Regions from separate parts of the Hordeum vulgare genome. Here region 2 is linked to region 1. The links are chromatin contacts, called in public Hi-C maps. All regions are on one chromosome and are shown on one strand. Each heading gives the region's core, a stretch centred on a gene start, on an enhancer-like site or on the middle of the called end of the contact. The rest is flanking DNA. Distances are from core to core; before and after follow the strand shown. Region 1 holds the start of LOC123450264 (fasciclin-like arabinogalactan protein 11). Region 2 holds the start of LOC123450284 (protein N-lysine methyltransferase METTL21A).

Evidence for each region. Hi-C and Micro-C count contacts between places; a contact is called where the count stands out from the background.
Region 2: a contact with region 1 is called in a Hi-C map of seedling, with 1.8 times the contacts expected there. The contact joins the promoter of LOC123450284 here to the promoter of LOC123450264 in region 1. A contact is called at or near these places in 2 of 6 Hi-C or Micro-C datasets (leaf and seedling).

What each region holds. Positions count from the first base shown.
Region 1 is chr1H:500,041,142-500,045,949 of MorexV3_pseudomolecules_assembly, forward strand. LOC123450264 (fasciclin-like arabinogalactan protein 11) reads left to right here and starts at 2,869. Exons shown (of 1, transcript XM_045127608.1): 1 at 2,869-4,082. The coding sequence starts at 3,020. The coding sequence ends at 3,838.
Region 2 is chr1H:500,175,489-500,180,296 of MorexV3_pseudomolecules_assembly, forward strand. It overlaps LOC123450284 (protein N-lysine methyltransferase METTL21A), which reads left to right and starts at 2,755. Exons shown (of 2, transcript XM_045127620.1): 1 at 2,755-3,521. The coding sequence starts at 2,811. The coding sequence ends at 3,485. LOC123450273 reads right to left here and starts at 2,615. Exons shown (of 4, transcript XM_045127611.1): 1 at 2,210-2,615; 2 at 1,260-1,369; 3 at 255-359. The coding sequence starts at 2,555.

The DNA.
Region 1 (4,808 bases), core at 1,619-4,118:
AGCTCCCGACGACATCCGACCGTCTCTTCTGTTGTGAAGTCGCCGCCACCAACGGCTGGCCAACCCATTCCGCATGGCGCCCGGCCTGTTTTGCATCTAACATTTACATCACCTATTGGAGTTGACTATTCAGATCGTCGTTTTACATAATCCGTTGGAGTTGGGTCTTTCTAAATATGTAAAAAAACACCTATTTTTACATCTTTAAATTTACATCTTCTATTGAATATGCTCACAATAACTATTCCATGTGTAAACTAAGATAAAGAGTGTTTAAATAATTAAAATAGTGATTTATATGTTTTTATATTAGTTTATGAAGAAATTTATATTTAAAAACAGAGAATTAGTAATTAAATAAAATCTCGTTAGGAAGCAAGCTCCCGTATCGAAGGGAGCACTCCGTAACGGCTACTCACCGGCACCGCTGTTGTCGTACGCGAGCGATCTCGATCCCTCTCACCGGCTCTGATTTCTTTAGTGCTCTCAGGTTCAGAGCCACAAGGTGGCATGGCAGCCGGTGCTTGCTTTTGTGTTACTACTGTTGTGAGATTCTTTTAGCTGGGTCAATTAGTTTACCTCGCGTGGCTCAAGGAGAGATCGATCTTGCAGCAGTTGGGAAGCAAAGTCCACGACCACCACCACCACCACCAGATGCTAGTCCTGCACCCGCTAAAACCGATCAGGTGAAGTAGATTGTTGTCAAACAAGTCAAAGAATCGCATTGCTCGGGATCGATCCATCCCGTGAAGGGTGAAGCCGATCGAAGAGCAAGCAGCCTAGTTGATGGGCGCGGTAGGTGAGTGCGTACGTACAGGTACAGTTGAATCCTGCTCCGGCAAATTATATGCCCAGTCACATCGCCGGGCTCCTCTACGCTGCCTCTCTTCTTTTTCGTTTTTCAGGGAAAGCAAGTGGCTGGGCAGCCCACGGGGAGATACAACACATTTCTGTCGGTAGAAGGATGGAACGAGCTGCATATACTGGTCGAGCAAACACTACACATTTCTGTCGGTCGAGCAAGAACTGCTATATGCTGGCCGAGCACCAGCCTATCTGTCTGCCTGCCAGTGCCAGATAGAGTTTAGCCAAGTTTCGATCATTCTTGCTCCTGTTTGAAGTCGTGCAAACGATTCAGAGGAAGAGACCACACAAAATTGGAGGAGCGAGCACTGTGCATGGCAACACGGCTGGAGGGAGGATCATATTTCAGTATTTCCTTCTTTACCTGCCCGTCGCATGCAGCGGCGGCACGCCCAGTCGTCTCTGCTGGATTACACACGCTCGTCTCGATCCATCTATCTGTATGAATCTACCCATGTGCAGATCAGCAGATGTGCTGTGGCGCAGTGTCACTGAGCGAGTGATATGATCACGGCAACGGCAACGGCCTCTTTCACCACCAACCAACGTATCTGCGGCACATGCCATTTTGTCATGTCATGTCATGGCCATGCTAATATCAGGTCCGAAGAAACTGGCCATCACGCACCACAACTGCATGCAATGCAAGGCTGTACTTTTAAAAACCGGTGCCCTACCTGGATTAAATTGCATTCAACACCTACATCTGAAGACTTGATTTCCTGCTTCTGCTTCTTTTTTGTTTTGTTTTGTTGGAAGAGAAGAAGGCCTTGATTGATCCGATCGACACTGCGTCTTGAAAGACGCCGTACTTCATGGAGAAAGAGAGAGATGATGTACAGTAGGTTTTTCTGTTCTTGGAGCCGTATCCTCTAACTTACAGAAGGATCGTCAGGATGCTACAGTGCTCAATCGGTCAATTAGTTTAGGTCACGCGATTTGAGGACAGATCTTGCAAGAAGGCAGTGGCAAAGCCCAGGCTCAGCCATCATCATTTTTCAAGAAATCCCGCAGTCAATCAGACAATAAGCACCTGACGACCCAGAAGCTAGCAAATGGACAGGCCTTGCGAGAGCAGATCCTTCGGCCAGATTAATCAGCCCGAGAGATTCGTCAAAATTTCCAGTGATAAAAGAAACGGAAGCGAATCATTGGGGGGTGATCGAGCGAGGGCCGAGTTTGATGAGCGGTAGCTGAGTACAGCTCCATCCTGCTATTCCCGGCGGGCAACTGTATCTGTATACGCCCATCATCACAGACAGCTTCTTTTCGTTTGTTTTCTTTTTCGGGCTCCCCACTACAGGTGTCGCCACATTTCTCTGTCGGTCGAACGAACGGATCTGCTGATGGCATGGCGGAGCACGCAGTCCGTCTGCCAGAAGAAAGAATCATAGTCATGTTCAGTCAGTGCACTCCCTTTTCTTCTTCATTCAGGTTTGGCCTCCGCTGGCGATTTCAGAATCAGATCGTGGCAACAATTTCAGAGCAAGAGACCTCAAGCAGCAGCAGCAGCAGCAGCAGCCCATGTGAGTGACACAGTGTGATCCCTGCAGCTGCAACGGCCTCTTTTCACCAGGAACGAGCATTTCTTCACATGCCATTTTGTTCGTCACGGCCATACTAACAGTCGGCCCAAATAAAAGAGAAACAAAAACTGCCCACACTGTCCTGCATGCAGTGCCCGCCCATCACGCACCGCCACACCTGCAACCAAAGGCTGCAGCAGATTGGATTCAGCGCCAGCATCTCAAGACCCTCCTTTTAATTGTTTTGCTTACTTTTTCAAAAGAGAAGAAGATCGACTTGAAGCTCATCTGGCATGTCTACTTCTACTTCATAAATATTTTGGCAAAGTCGATCTGCATCTCGAACGATTCCGCAGCTGTAATCAGCTGATGCCTCTTGTTAATAGGAATATAATCTGCGGATCGCCACGGCCAACTTGGCCTTAATCTTCTCCCCAATCCATGCGCCCCCACTACTATCATGTCGGTAGCCATATCACCCGGTCATGGTCAACACTATTACCATCTTCCCTTCCGATCTCACCTCGTCACCGTGTCCGTCCATCTCCATTTATATGTCACATCACCCTCCCTGCTTTCAGCACTCCACACTCTCAAGCTAAGCTAGCCAGCACCTCGATCTAGCAGCAATGGCGTCGTCCAGGAGAGCCGTCCTCGTCCTGCTAGCCGTGGTGCTGCTGGCGGCGGCAGTGCCGGCGGCGCTGAGCCAGAAGACGACGGCCCCGGCGCCAGAAGAGGCGGCGCCGGACGCGCCGGCGGCGGGGACGACGACGCCCAAGGTGGCGGCGGCGCCGAACGTGACGGCGGTGCTGGAGAAGGCCGGGCAGTACACCAAGTTCATCCGGCTGATGGCGTCGACGCAGCAGGACACGCAGCTGAACGCGCAGGCCAACGAGTCGGACACGGGCTTCACGGTGTTCGCCCCCACCGACAACGCCTTCAACAGCCTCAAGCCGGGCACCCTCAACTCGCTCTCGCAGCAGGACCAGGTGACGCTCGTGCAGGCGCACATCGTCCCCACCTTCTACTCCATGGAGTCCTTCGAGACCGCCAGCAACCCCGTCCGCACCCAGGCCTCCGGCACCGACGGGCCCTGCACCGTCAACGTCACCGCCACCAGCAACAGCGCCGTCAACGTCTCCACCGGCATCGTACACACCACCGTCGGCACCGCGCTGCGCGCCACCAGGCCGCTCGCCGTCTACTCCGTCGACAAGGTGCTGCTGCCCATGGACCTCTTCGGCCCCAAGCCGCCGGCGTCCGCGCCGCTGGCCCCGGGAAAGAAGCCCTCCTCCGCCAAGGGGGCAGCCAAGGCGCCCTCGGGGTCGGACGAGGACGAGGACGACGAGACAACCCCGCCCGCCGGTGCGGCCGCAGCCGTCGGCGCCGGATGGAGGAGCCTCGTCGCCATGGTGGCTGCCGCCGCCGCCGCCGCGTGCCTCTTGTAAGAAGAAGAAAATTCAAGCTGGGAGGATCATTCATGGTCCATGAGACCGACGGATCGATGGAGACTAGCTGCGTGCGTGCATGCTGTGCATGGATTTGGATAGGTTACTACTACTTCTTGCTGGCTGCTTCTTCTTCTGATCTTCTTCTTTTGTTGTTAAATGTCCATTTTTGTTCTCTTTCTTTTCTCCCCCTGTTAAGATGGGCTTAAGATGTGATAAGATTCCTCGATGTTCCACTGTTGAATCATGGCGTTGTTGGACGGTTAAATTCTACTGCTGCATTTGATCTTAGCTACTGTAGTTCATTAGCAGTGCAATTATCTTCTACGTAACACTCATCACACGGAATCCGGTGGTCGGTGCTGAAAATGAACAGTTAATGCTCCCACGAGGAGGAAAGAAAAATGTTGTTGAAAAAGTGAAGCCACAAGTAGATTGATCTTCCATCGATCTGAAACACTGTAAAGGAAAATAAGATTTGGTGCTGGTATTTGTTTTTCAGGGAGAGAAGGAGCTTTTTTAGAGCAACTTGGTGTCAGTAGTTGTTTTATTGAGAGCAACTTGGTGTCAGTGGATCTGAGCATTTATCAAATTTTTTTGTAAGACAGAGCATTTATGAATCCAGATACTCCAGCAGGGAGTCGACAAATTAAGCCTGGTTGTATCTAGGCCAGATGGGCTTGGTCTGGGCCCTGTCTTTCGGGTGGTTGGATCCTGTGTGATGACCAATGAATTTTATCATGGGCTAGCTCTGCCAGGCCTCCTGGTGCGAATGCAGCAAAGGTTGGGCTTCCACTAAATAGACGGACACACCTAACATAACACTCCCCCTAAAAAAACTAACCAACATAAAACTAAATTAACGTCAAAATTTCCATCAAAATAAGGCCGTGTTTGGAACCGCTCTGCTTCATCAGAAGCAGTTTCGCTCCATCAAATTTAATTTGGAGCAGTTTCATGCAGGAGTTGT
Region 2 (4,808 bases), core at 1,505-4,004, 130 kb after region 1:
AAGACCCATTTATTTACTTCATTGCCATTTGTGAAAAATAACCTCAGAGGAAACAATTCTTATTATAAAACTGGAAAGTACCAACTGAAAAGAAATTACCAACATGAAACAAAGTTACCAACTGGAAACAGAAATTGCAGTACTGTTTTTTTACTAAAAGAAGGCAATGTTAGTATTCTTCCATGATTCAATACATTCAATATTTATAACATCTGCGAAGCTGAACACAGTAGCAATAAAACATAATGTAGTACCAGATCCTCGGGTAGTAGATCTTCCTCCATAAAAAGTCTCTGGGAGGGCTTAATCTTTGAGAGCTTAGCGGCCAATGCATGTAGATCCATGGAGAGAAAAGGCACCTGAAATTAGAAAAAATATACTATCATATGAATATGTGACAAATTGATGGCCCTGGAGTGATGAAGCCACGAAATTCTGAACAAAAAAGACCAATAGTTTACATAGATTGTAAGTAAAAAAAAAACACAAGGGTCCACCAATCCACATAAACGTCTACATTACTTCATATCCTTTTCTGTTCAATAATCTAATATGCTAATATTGTCTATTTGAACCAAACACATTTTCCTTCCACAAACTTCGACGGGATGCTCAGGCAAGGAAGGAACCAAGGACCAAGGGCAACTCCTGCCAGAATCCCATGCATTTTTGAACAAATATTTGCTACTAGAAAATTAGCGATACCAACTTTTAAGTTTTAAGACAATATCAAACCGAAAGCTTGTGTAGAAAGGCAGGGAGTGGACCTAAACATCACCTACCCAATGAAGCATCAAAGCAAGTTGTAGATTGCGTAAAACAATACATTTCACAAACATGAGAGCATCTACAGCCGGACTCCTCAAATTCTCCTCAAACGTCCGCTGACGCGACTGGTCAGTGACCGGATAGGAGAGAGAAAGGAAAAAACTGACCCACCAGGACCCCTCATATCATCCCTATACGTCTGGCATGTCCGCGAACCCTCATATTGAGGACAAATGTAGTCCGCCACGTAGGACGCTGCCCACCCCGGACCACTTTTTTTCTTTCTTTTCCTTCTCTCTTCATCTCCACCAATCACGTGCAAGTGACCGGATATTATGAAAAAGAAAATGAGGAGCGTGGCTGCATAGACAGATAAATAGGGGCTCAAAACGGACACACCCGGTCACTGACCGGACGCGTCCGCGGGCGTTTAGGGGGTCGGATTTGGTAAATACGGCTGTAGATGCTCTAGCATAGTAGCAGATACGTACCTCAAAATCTGGTGCTAAATCATCCTCTAATATGAAATTGTCGTCTTCAAACCAGGACATGATCCCTTCCCCTTTAGCCTCAAGCATAGATGTAGAAGCCAGCACAAAATCTAGAAAAGAAACATAGATGAAAATCTTAGCACCACTAGAATCAAAGCAGTCTCATAAACAATGGGCCACATCCTAATCAGCGCATTGTGCTACGTTCAGCGCACAAAAGCATAATCCAAATATAGATTTTGCCAAAAAAAATTAGCATCGCTTCTAATCAATCAAGGGACATATGCTCAATATCAGGCCTAATACGAACACAGCAACTAATGATGAAATGCAAAGGATATCTTGATGTTTGATACACTCGATTCCAACTTTCTAAGTCCTGGTGTTAACACAATTAGGAATAAAACATCTTACATAAGCGTTGACAGCACAGATTTAGTCATACTTGAAGCAAGGATTGCAAGGATCACCAAGCGGCAAACTGAATAAGCTTGCCAAGTGAACATAGTGGCAAATGACATAATCCATACTCAATTTACAGAAAAAAATATGAAACAGAGGGCGAGTAGTGGGTATGCTCTAATCATTCATTAATCATTATTGTTGGAATTTTCAACGCTGCACATATGAATGTACAGGGTATCTTCTCAATCCTAACCCTAATAAGAGCACAATAACTACAACTGAAATGCAAAGGACACCTTATCATGTTTGATATACTCAATTCTAAGTCGCGCTGCCATCAACATGATCAGGAACAATTCAACAAAGCAGCATTCCTTACTTTAGCAAGTATTCGCATTACAAATCTAGTCATATTTAGATTAAGGATCGAACTGATGATGGCCGAATTGGCCTAAGCATGGTTGAAACGACGAACTGAATAAGCTTACTCACTGAACAAACAGTGACAAAAACAAAACATGTTGAGGCTGGCAGCGATAACTCACCAAATGGCGAGTCCTTGGAAGCGAGCCGGCTGGCCGCGCCGAGGCCCCGCTCCTCAAGGGGCTGCGCCCGGGCCTGCTCGAGCAGGAAGGCGAAGTCTGCGCCCTTGCTCCGCGGCGCCACCTCGCCGGCCCATTCCGCGGCGTCGTCGGCATCGGGTTCTTCCTCGAAGCGGTCCCAGTTGGAGGGGAGGTTGCGGCTGCGAGGGCCGGAGAAGGAGGGGCCACCGCCGGCTGCGGCGGCCTCGCGCTTCTGCTTGTGCGCCGCGGCTGCCGCGGGGGTCTGGTGGGCACGCCGGCCGTGCACCGTGTGCGAGCGCTTCGACCTCGCCGCCGCCTTGGGATCCATCGGGGGAGCAGCGGAGCAGAGGGGAGGGATTGATATTTGCAGTTCAACCCCTAATGCTCTTCATCAGAACTACTGTGTACTCCCGAGGATTTCTATGTAAATTTACAGGGATATATTCACAATTATACACTTTCACGAGGGCCTTTAAGCTTCTACGAGACTACGATACGACCCCAGTACAGTTCCACAGAGGACAGAGCAGAGAGCCCAGGCAAAACCCTTCCTTGGCTGGCTTGACGGGCGGCGGCGGCGGCGATGCGGTTCACGGCGTCTCCGGTGGTGGAGCTGCCGGTGGGCGGCGCCGTGCTGAGCTTCGAGCAGGACAACGACTCCTTCGAGGTGGGCACCTCCGTCTGGAACTCCTCGCTCGTCCTCGTCAAGTTCGCCGAGCGCTGCCTCGGCGACGAGGCGCTCCCCTTCGCCGACGCGCTCCGCTTCGAGGGGGCCCGCGCCATCGAGCTCGGCGCAGGGTGCGGCCCCGCCGGGATGGGGCTCTCCCGCCTCGGCCTCGCCGACCTCGTGCTCACCGACACCGCCGCCGTCCTCCCGGCCCTCCGCCGGAACCTCCGCCGCAACCGCCGCCACCTCCCGCGCGCGCCCCGCCTCGCCCAGCTCCACTGGAACTGCCCCGCGCACCTCGCCCAGCTCGCCGCCCCGCGCCGCTACGACCTCGTCGTCGCCGCCGACGTCGTGTACGTCCAGGAGTCTGTGCCCCACCTCGTCGCCGCCATGGACGCGCTCGCCGACGCCGAGCGCGGCGTCGTGCTCCTCGGCTACCAGATCCGGTCCCCCGAGGCGCACCAGGCCTTCTGGGACGCCGTGCCCGCCGCCTTCCCGGTGATCGAGAAGGTGCCCCGGGAGCACCTTGACCCGGAGTACGCCTTCGAGGAATCCGACGTGTTCGTGCTCCGCAGGAGGCCGCGGCAGTGAGATTTTGCTCTATTGCGTCAGTCATTTACATAGCAGGTTTGCAAGAATTGCCTATTCCAGTTCAAAAGCATGAGCATTTAGTTGTGATGGCCGATGAAGGCCGCTGATATAGGAAGTGATGAATGTTTTGGCTTCCATGGGTTAATGTTTAAGTAACATGTTAAGTTTCACTTTCACCTATGTTTTGTGGTGTAAACATGTCGGATTTTTCATGTTCATGATCGTATTTGTCTGTTGCATTGGGTGATCGACAAAAAGGAAATTCAGTGTGTAGACTTAATGGAATTGTGGTCACTATGCATCTTAACACTCAACTTCTGTGTTGAAATCAAATCTTCTTTGTGAGTGACACTCTGTCTTGATGAACTGATGAAATGCCCCTCTTTCCAACTAGGGTAAGAGATTAACTGAATGTGACTTTAAATTAAGAGATGGTAATTGACTCAACTTCTGCGTCGAAATCAAATCTTCTTTGTGAGTGACACTCTGTTTTGATGAACTGATGGAAAACTGGAAATGCCCCTCCTCCCAACTAGGGCGAGAGATAATGAATGTGACTCCTCGGGTATGCAAAATTTAGCAGAGTACACTGAGAGGATTCTGCCATGTCCTCTATTGTTTAAAGCAAATATGTTGCCGCTGTGGTTTTATGAAAGGGTGTTAGCATAATAAGATTTTTTAAAGAGCCACTAGTTTTAGCCTTTTGGGAAGCGAGGTGCTTCTCCGGCTTGAACTTAAAAATACAATGATTCTGTTTCTGTCCATGTAGTGCCTTGCACATCGAACCCGTGTTGTATGCTGATTGCGCCCTTGATGAGGCTCCAATCAAGGGCGCAATCAGCATACAACACGGGTTCGATGTGCAAGGCTCAGTTCAACCAGGATGTGTCGTTGAAGCCTGGAACAAACCATGATGCCGAGTGACTTGCACTTAGGCATGTGTCGAGCCTGAAGTGTGCCTCTTGCTTGGGTGATGTCTCGGGGAGCTGTACCACGAAGAGGCATCAACGATTACACAGTTTATGCTCTGCTCATATTTGTCACATTTTGTAGGGAGTATGGTCAGCCTTATGTTGATCTTTTGGGAACTTTATTTAGATCTGTCTAGGATTAAGACCTGAGCATGGACAGACCGACTTAGATGGCCCTCTCTGGAAGCAATCAGGTGTAGCTTGGGCTCCAGTTCTCCACCCAAACCCGGTCCAAAAGGACAAAACTTGATCGGATATAAAGTCTTGTAGATACAAGATATACTGCCTACATTTCCACATGAATTTGCATATTAGGTCTCACATCAGAAACATGATGTTCTTTGTGTGGGCA